Linked DNA regions of Mus musculus: region 2 is linked to region 1. Evidence: chromatin contacts called from public promoter capture Hi-C data. All regions are on one chromosome and are shown on one strand. The core of a region is the stretch at or near the end of the contact, and the rest is flanking DNA. Distances in the headings are between cores, read along the strand shown.

The links. Promoter capture Hi-C pulls out the DNA fragments that hold promoters and counts their contacts.
Region 2: a promoter capture Hi-C map of pre-B cells shows a contact between it and region 1, with 3 times the contacts expected there. The contact joins the enhancer-like site here to the promoter of Rev3l in region 1. A contact is called at or near these places in 1 of 39 promoter capture datasets (pre-B cells), 1 of 115 datasets of contacts at active chromatin or transcription factors (memory CD8 T cells) and 1 of 9 other capture datasets (macrophages).

The regions. Positions count from the first base shown.
Region 1 is chr10:39,729,213-39,733,730 of GRCm38.p6, forward strand. Rev3l (REV3 like, DNA directed polymerase zeta catalytic subunit) reads left to right here and starts at 2,948. Exons shown (of 32, transcript NM_011264.3): 1 at 2,948-3,401. The coding sequence starts at 3,263. E130307A14Rik (RIKEN cDNA E130307A14 gene) reads right to left here and starts at 2,795. Exons shown (of 3, transcript NR_038037.1): 1 at 2,526-2,795.
Region 2 is chr10:40,526,341-40,530,535 of GRCm38.p6, forward strand. No RefSeq gene overlaps it. Among named protein-coding and RNA genes, the nearest start is that of Slc22a16, 42 kb to the right of the region's middle. Within about 2 kb of position 1,486, at least 118 of the 459 cell types and tissues checked have an H3K27ac peak or open chromatin away from gene starts, as enhancers often do. A contact at or near this core is called in memory CD8 T cells and pre-B cells, where this site is marked.

The sequences.
Region 1 (4,518 bases), core at 1,698-4,197:
TTTATAATACTATAAAAGCCAGCTTCTAAAGTACAGAAGAGCAAGCTAGAAGGTTATGATGGTTAATCTTCATTGTTAACTTGGTCAGATTTAGAATCACCACAGAAATACAAGGGTATTTCTAGAATGGTTTAACGGATGAGGGAAGACCCACACCGACTGTGAACATCAATATTTTATAATCTTGAATCCCTGCATAAATTAAAAGATGAAACTGAACTGAGCATCTTTCTTTGCTTCCTAAGTGGACAAAAATGAGCAGTTACCTCACATTCTCACGACTATGTCTTCCTCACATTTACAGAGTTTATTCCTTAGAACTTTAAACCAAAATAAATTCTTTTCCTCCTTATGTTTCTTCTTGTCAAGTGTTCTGGACATAGTGAGGAAAGCCAGTGATATAGAATGGGCTGCCTGTTGTTGACTAAGTCACCATATACCTACTCCTTCCCCCTCATATAGATGGTCTCTGCCTACAATTACAGATAATTGTTAAAAGCAAATGTTTTCACCTGATGTTTAAAAGTATTGTCATGGAAGGGTTGAAAGGCTCTGGGTAAATAGGTGAGATGATAAATGTCAGTCAATGAGCTCCAATAACTGACAAATGTTAACTGCTTGTGATATACAGGGCTGGCTGGTAGGGTTGCTAAGCATACAGGTTTCCATTCTCCATCCCCCCAACATGTGATTTAGTAAGTGACAAAATATTAAAATTAACAAAAAAATATCCTAAGTGCTACAGGACATGCAGCAAGACCACCAATCTACAAATTTAGGATATTTTTTGTTAATTTTAATATTTTGTCACTTACTAAATCACATGTTGGGGGGATGGAAAATGGAAACATATTCTTAGCAACCCCACCAGCCAGCCCTGTATATCTCAAGCAGTATAAAATTGAGACTATTATATTATATTTTGATGAAGTCTATGCGTAATTTTTAAATTATATTGTTTCTAACTGATGGACATCATGGAAATCACTGGTGTTGTCCATCTGACATTCTGACTGTATAAAATGTTTATTTGTACCAAAGAACACACGGTAAGTGCATACATACACTGCTGATGAACAAAAGGCTTGTGTGTGGAAGTCATATTTTAAAGTCTCTTCTATAGTCTTCTAATACTTAAGTCAATTTGTAAAAAATTCTCTGTACTATAGCTGTTAGTAGGTTACATCCTAGTCTTGCCACTTCTTATGATGCTCTTGAGGCAAATTTACTGTATTGATTAGTCTCAAATCACCCTAAGCATAAATTCATATTAACATTTGTTAGTATGGAACGCTGCGTTCTGCAATGTGTCCCTTTAAGCCTTTTGATTTTATGTGAAAATCCACAATTGACTGTGAACAAGGAGCTCTCACCCCACTCCAGATACAAGGCAATATAACAAGCAGTAAAATGCACCTGTATAATTTTTTAAGTGGGACAGAATGAACTCTACTTTGGATGGATAATGACTGTCAAGTGTCCTAATTTCAGTGGCAAATTTCAAAGCTGAAAACTGTAGTTTCTGCTTCCTATTACTTTAATCTTTTTGTTGGGGCGGAATTGGGGGGGGGGGCGGCGGCGACGACTCACCTGTGAAAAACGAGGCCTAAAAAAATCAAATTATTTGTCCGAGGTCACGCCCAGTATTAGTGACCAAGCCAGACAAAATCCATAGGTTCTAATTTAACATCCTCACCAGCAGCATCTGTTGCCCCCGCACCCCCCAATCCCTAACTGTGCCACTTCATCTCCTTTCTAGCTCCAAATAAAGTTGGTTTTTATTTTATGTCTTACCCCACCCCCTTTTTCTTCTGTGTCAACCCGTAGTAAAATCTTGCACTAAGAGTGAATGAAAACACGCCGACTTTTAGGAGCCTTTCCCTTTTGCCAACATTTTCTCTGAAAGGCTCTCGGGGCTCTCCGAGCAGCCGCGAGAGGAGTGGAGGGAGGGAGGTGAGTGGAGCAAACAAGTCTTTCCGTGTTCTCGCTCGTGCCGCGTGTGTGTGTGGGGTGTGTGTGTGTAGCCTGCGCGGGGGAACCCACAGTGGTTGTCCTAGTGCGAGAGGGGCAGGCGGTGGGGGAGTGGGGGGGTGGAGAAAACCACGACGGTGGGAAATCCCTGTGCTGTCGGTGTATCTGCCCAGCTTGGGCAAAGCTGGGCAGGGCCGCGCGTGAATAAATCTCCTTAAGTGGCCGGGCGCAGTCACTGCAGCACCGCAGAAGAGGAGGCGGGCGAGGCGGGGCGCGAGGCTCGCCCGGAGCTGGGGGGAGGGGAGGGCGGAGGAGGGAGCGAGCGCCAGGGCGGCCCTTTTATAGGCCGAGGCCCGCGCGCCCCCGCCCCTCGAGCTGGCCCGGGCTCCAGCTCCGCCGCCGCGTTACCTGAGAAGGGCCGGCACGTCCAACGCTCCGCCCGCCCGCTCGCTCGCCCGCCCGGCCCGCCCTCCCTCCTTCCCACCCTCCCGCTCGGCCAGGGCCGCCCGAGGTCTGTGCCGCGCCTCCCTTCTCCCGCTGGCGGCTTCCCTTACCTTGTGAAAACAAAACAAAACAAAAAATATCCTCTCCGCGGCAGCCCCCGCCTCTTCCGTAAGATGTGACATGGCGGTCGGCGAGGGGAACTCGGGAAGCCGCCAAAACCCTGCGCCCCTCTGAGCCTATCCATGCTATCGGCGCTCCCCGGGCCCCGCCGCAGTGACCCGGCCCACAGGCCGAATCATCGATTCCTCGGCGCGCGGCCCGGCTTCCCGCCAGCTTCTTCCCCAGCCGCGCGCTCCGAGCGGGGGAGAACCCCCTCCTCGTCCCCTCCCACCCCGGGCGCGCGCCCGCCCGCCTCCTCCCCCCCCCCCGTCGCCGCTCGCGCGCGCGCACACACACACCCCTCCTCCCCTCCCCCAGTGGTTGCGTCCGTGACATCATCATCATGGCAACAAGAGCTGCAGCCTGGGACCGAGGAGCCCGTGTGATTCCCGGCGGCGGCGGCCGTGGCGGCAGCAGCAGCGGTACCACCCGACCCGACGAACGCGCGAGGGCTTCTCTCCCGCTGCCTCTCGCCCGGAGCGTCTGAGGAGGCGGCGGCAGCACACAGCCTCCGCAGCCTCCGCGCGCCGCCGCCGCTGCCGCTCGTCCCGGCGTCCGTGCGAGGGGCGGGGGGGAAAAGCCGAACCGAGGAGGAAGGGGAGGAGGCGCCTCTGCGGAGCCCGCCGCCGCCGCTGCTGCCAGGTCGCTGAGTGGAGGGGAGGCGGTGGCGGTGGCGGCGGCGGCGAACATGTTTTCTGTGCGGATAGTGACTGCCGACTACTACATGGCCAGCCCGCTGCCGGGGCTGGATACCTGCCAATCCCCGCTCACCCAGCTCCCTGTCAAGAAGGTGCCGGTGGTACGAGTCTTCGGGGCGACCCCGGCAGGTAAGCGGGAGCGGGCGGGAGCGGGAGCGCGGGCGCCGGGTCGTCGGGGCTGCCCTCCCTCCGCGCACTCGCGCGCACGCCGCCGCCGGCGGCCCTCTACAGGGTCGCTGCGGAGTCTGCCCTGTTCTCGGCTTTGCTCGCCTTCTCTCTCGCGCGCGTGACAGGAGGCGCAAAAGAAAAAAAAATGTGGGCTCGCGTGAGCGCTGCGCCCCCCTCCGCGGCAGAGAGGCGGCGGGCGCCCGGTCTCTCCTTTGCGAGCGGCGAGCAGGCTGGAGCCCCTGCCTCGGTGGGTCGGGTGGCTGCGCCTCGTCCCCAAGGACGAGTTCGCGGGTCCTTAGAGGTCGGTCCCCGGCGGAGACCCCGGCCACTCGCTACGTGTCCCTAGTGCCCCGTTCGAGAAAAGGCTTTGAGGGCAGAGGCGAAGTGTCAGGCGTGTTGTCCGTCGCTCCCGGTTGCCTCTGTTCACCCTCGCTCTCCTCTGCCCCTGCCGGAGATGCTGTGGCTGTAGAAAGTGGCGCCCGGGGCCAGATAATTTTTCTCATTGAAGTGACCATGTGGCTCTTCTGTGAGTGCAGGTCGTGACTGCTTAGAGTTTAATGCCTCGACAGGGACAGAGCGGCATCCTCAGGTGCAATGCTTTCAGGAAATGTGCATCCATGGAAATAGGAACTACGTGTTTGTGTCGCCCAACATAAAATACTACACCTAATGGGGGTGGATTCGTTAGGAAACACAGCCAAGCTCAGCAGCATAGGCATTTTAAAATTCCTCTAGGCTGGGTTGCAGGGTTGCATTTTAAAAATAGATTAAAAAAAAAAAAGCCATTTTGAAGAAATGGTGGGGGGGGGAAATGACAAGCTATGTTCTGGAACACTCTTTGGGTTTATAATATAAATAGGTTAGGGGCCAGATATACAAGGTTTTGCGTTTTTATCTTTCAGTTTTGCGTCTTTTTACATGCTTTAAACTGTTAAGATGAAATGGTAAAGCCGTATTCTGGAAGACGATTCTTACCAAGGTATAGCCCTATGGGGTTTCAGACGGCATTTCCCACTTGATGCTCTTTGCCTTCGTCGCCATTCATCTTTATTACTACAGTCAGCTTCTGTGGACTACC
Region 2 (4,195 bases), core at 236-2,735, 800 kb after region 1:
TCAGAGGCAGGGTTTCCTCCTCCGTAGGTTTTCATTCTACCGTGGGGTCCATGTACAGACAGGGCAGGGTAACTGTGCTTCTCTTCATCGTTACATTACTGCTTTTTGGCTTCGACTGTGGGCAAGATCTGTGGCTTGCTGCTAGGCAGAATGCTGTACAGCGGATGGCTGCACCGGTGATTACATGACTGTTACATAAGAAACTGTGCCCATCTAGCTGGAGAATCTGGCTTTGTGGCATCAAGAGATCACATGTCTAGGAGCTTGATGGCAGCCATTGAGACTCCAAGCAGAGGAGCCTGGCCCATGGGAATCGGGAGATAATAAATGTGGGCTGTGTCAAGGCACAAGGCACTGATTATAACATTATCGCTCAGAAATTAACAGGCAGAGCAGTTATCTTTAAATTTTTTAGATTTGGGACTGCTGAGATGGCTCAGTAGAGGCGATTTCCCTGGTGACCTGAGTTCCATCCCCAGGACCCAAGGAGAGAACGGATTCTGCCCAATTGTCCTTTGACACACCCTCCCGTCACACACACCAATAATTATACATTTTTAAAAGTTACAGACTTATAAAATCTGACTCTTGTGTTTAAGTCACTGGCTGCTTTCTAGTTAATCTTTACAGACAATGTGAGGATGGGAGGCAAGATTCTCTCTTCCTCCTCCTCTTCCTCCTTCTCTTTTGAAACAGTGAATCTCTATGTAGTCCTGTCCAGTCACTCCAATCCGGCCCCCAAAAGTTCCGGACTACTCTTGGTGCAGATCTATCACAGCTTTCTTTTGCCCTGTGGTCCCTAGCTGAAAGCCATCAGTGACTTCCCACCTTTAGCTTCCTCAGTCCTGAGTCACTTGTCCCCAGGACTGGCAATTTCCTGGGACACACACCACACTCTGAGAGGTCAGAGGAAGATCCTGTTTAGACTAGGTGAGAGGTGAGCCATCATTCTTTGTGGGTAACAGCGCCTCTCTGTAAGTGTGCCATGGTCTTCCCAGGGAGTTCTGGTCTCTCTAAAAAAAATGTAAGGTTTGGCTGCACACTTCAGTCTGAATGTTACAACTTCAGGTAATTTCAGGTAGACTTTCCAGTTACTCTTTAGAAAGTGATGCCGGGGAAGGTAGTCCACAACACTGCTAGTACAGCGAGTACAAATATTGCTACCATCTTCTTCCCAGGACAGCTGAGTTCTAGATTCTTCTGAAGGCTACAGAAGTCTATCTGCAGTGCAGTCGCAGGACACAGGACTGCCTTGTCCTGAGTGGCAGGGAAAATCGAGGAATGTTGAGGGACAAGGACCCTGCCCCCTCAGCAACATTTTCTGAGTACCTTCTGTATGTGGGTGTGGTTTCTATGAGTTCAGAACCCACTTCCGGTGGGGGCTTCCAGGCTGCAGAAGAAAAGCGGGACATCGGACATGGTATTGCCCTGGGGCAGCTTTGTGCAGAAGGTTGCTATGAACACAGGAAGTGCTGCTGACACACAGTTGCCCTTGCAGAGAGGACTGAAGGCACACGTGAGCAGGCGACCAGCACATTCTTTCAGAGTTAATAAAGTGGCTAGAAAAAACGAGGTCTCCCACATTTTGTATTTCTGTAAAGAAAAAAGGTGATAGTGTGGATCATTTTACAACTGTTTGGGACACTTTTTGTTAAAATAAAAGTTACAGTATATGCGTATGCACCCTGCTCTTATGCAGTTCTGTTTTACCAGCCAGCAGCACAGACCCAATAGGAAAATTTTAAGTTGGTAATGTATTTTTTAAATGGCTGATAAAAACAATAATTAAAAGGGTAGGGCTCAAGGGCTGGGGCAGGGGGTGGTAAGGTACTTGATCTTCAAGCACAAGGACAGGAGTTCTAATGCCCACTACTCATGTAAAAGCTGGGTGTAGCTATGTGGGTCTGTAACTGCAGCCCCTGGCATTGACAGAGGCAGAGACAGGTGGATTCTGTGGACTTGTCTGCTGTGGGACTGTGATAGGCAGTCTATTTTGGTTGAATGGGGCTTGCTTCAGCAACCCAGTAGGAAACTCTACAAGGGATGGAAAAGCAAGCCATGTTCCCAGAATTTGGTGCCTGAAACCACAGAGCCTCCAACTCCATAAAATTCTGTGACTACCAATCACACAGACAATGCCCCAAGCTTCTGGCATTCTGGCTAGACTCCACCCCAACAGTTACCTGACTATAGCCAGGTATGCTCCTCCCCACAGTTACACAGTGATAGCCCAGCCCACTATAAGAGGGGCTGCTTGGTCCCTCCTTGCTCTCTTTAAGCTTTCACCTTTCTTACTCTCTTCTCTAGCCCTCTTTCTCTCCCCCCCCCGCCACCCCCCCCCCCCGCATGTGTCCATGGCCAGCCTCTCTCTTTCTACCTTTTCTCCTTCCCCCTGCCTTCTACAATAAAGCTCTAAAACCATAGACTTGTCTCTGCTCATCAAGGCCTGCCGTGCTTGAACGATCGGATAGGCTTTCTCCTAATGAGCCATGTCTAAACTCCCGCTGGACAGTCTTCCTGCACTCCAGCCCATGTGGGAACCATCAAGCGCCTTCTCCCCTTGCCCTCTGCTCACTTCGGCCCTGGGGCTCAGGGCTGTCCCGGGGTCCTTATTCTGTTCTCAGCTCTTCTGAGGTTTCCATTGGTGTATGGGATACCCGAAGCTGGGAACCTGGTGCCTAGGACTGCCCCTTGTCCACCACCCACAGAGCTGGGGTCCATGGCTTCACACAGCTAGACACTCACCCAGGGCTGCGTGGAAAGCGTGCGGCAGTCCTCCCTCATCTGCCCACCCAGAGCACCGGAACTCTGATGGGACACGGGCTCTCTCCCACTCCCCTCTTCCCCCCACACCCACAGCCCCACAGTCTTCCAGTTATTCTGGCCAAAATGGTTTAAGCTCCACCAGGTTCGTGAGGAGCCCCATCTCAAAAACTAAGCTGGAGTACACTGGAACACTATCTTAGTTTAGGTTTCTATTGCTGTGCGCACTGGTTTGAACAGGTGTGGCTCCCACAAACTCATGTGTTTGAATGCTTGACCCACAAGGAGCGACACTATTAGGAGATGAGTCCTTGTTGGAAACGTATGGCCTTGTTGGAGGAAGTGTGTCACTGTGGGGGTGGACTTTGCCAGTCTTCTCCTGACTTCCTTTGAATCAAGATGTAGAACTCTTAGCTGTCTAAACATTTCATTTGTAACAGAAGAAAATTTGAAACAAACGGGGAATGAACACACTAATCAGCAAGATTTGGGACAATTTGGGGCTGGAGAGATGCTCAACAACTCGTTGCTCTTCCCTGGGAACCCAAGTTCTGTTACCAGCATCCACTTTGTGGCTCTCATCGATTCATAAGTTAAAAACAACCTTTAAATAAAAATTGTGGGGCGGAGAGATAGCGCAGGCTGCTCTTCAAGAGAATTTGAGTCCAATTCCCAGAATCGTTTAAGGTGGCTTTTAACTGTAACTCCAGTCCCAGGGCTTCTGATGCCCTCTTCTGGCCTCTTTGGGCAAAGCACACAAGTGGTACACAGGCATAATGCAGAAGCAGGCATTGAATTCCTGAAACTGGAATTACAGGGGTTGTGAGCCACACGAGTGGTGGGAACTGAACCTCCTAACTGGTGAGCTATCCTTCCAGGCCCATCTTTTTCTTTTTCTTTCTTTCTTTTATTTTTTTTGTAACGTGTCTGGTGGCTTACAACTGCTTATAACTGCAGCTCTTGGGACTCTAAAGCCCTCTTCTGGCTTCTGTGGACACCTGTGTACAGGTGGTACACACACATGAAACAAAAAACAACATACCCTTTTCTTTAAAAGAGTTGAAAGTAGGTGGGGCCACGGCTTCAGTAAACTATGGATTGGGTTCCGAGACTTTACTGAGAGATCCACTCATTTAACTAACGGACACTGAGAGCTGAGCCACGCTAGGCCAGCAGGGGAGACATGATTTTGGATGGACAGGTGAGCTCATCTCCTCATGAACCATGACCCAGGAAGCTACGTGTCACTGTCTATCCCAAGAATATCAATGAGAGAGAGGGGGAGGGGTGGGAGGAGAATACTCAAACTAAAGAAGTAAGTTGTAGGCAGATGGAAGACATTGTTTTACAACCTGGAATAGATGCCCACATTCTTCCTTGAGTTCTCCCCTTTTTGCTGAAGTGATGCAGAGCTAGCTGCTATAAGACTGGG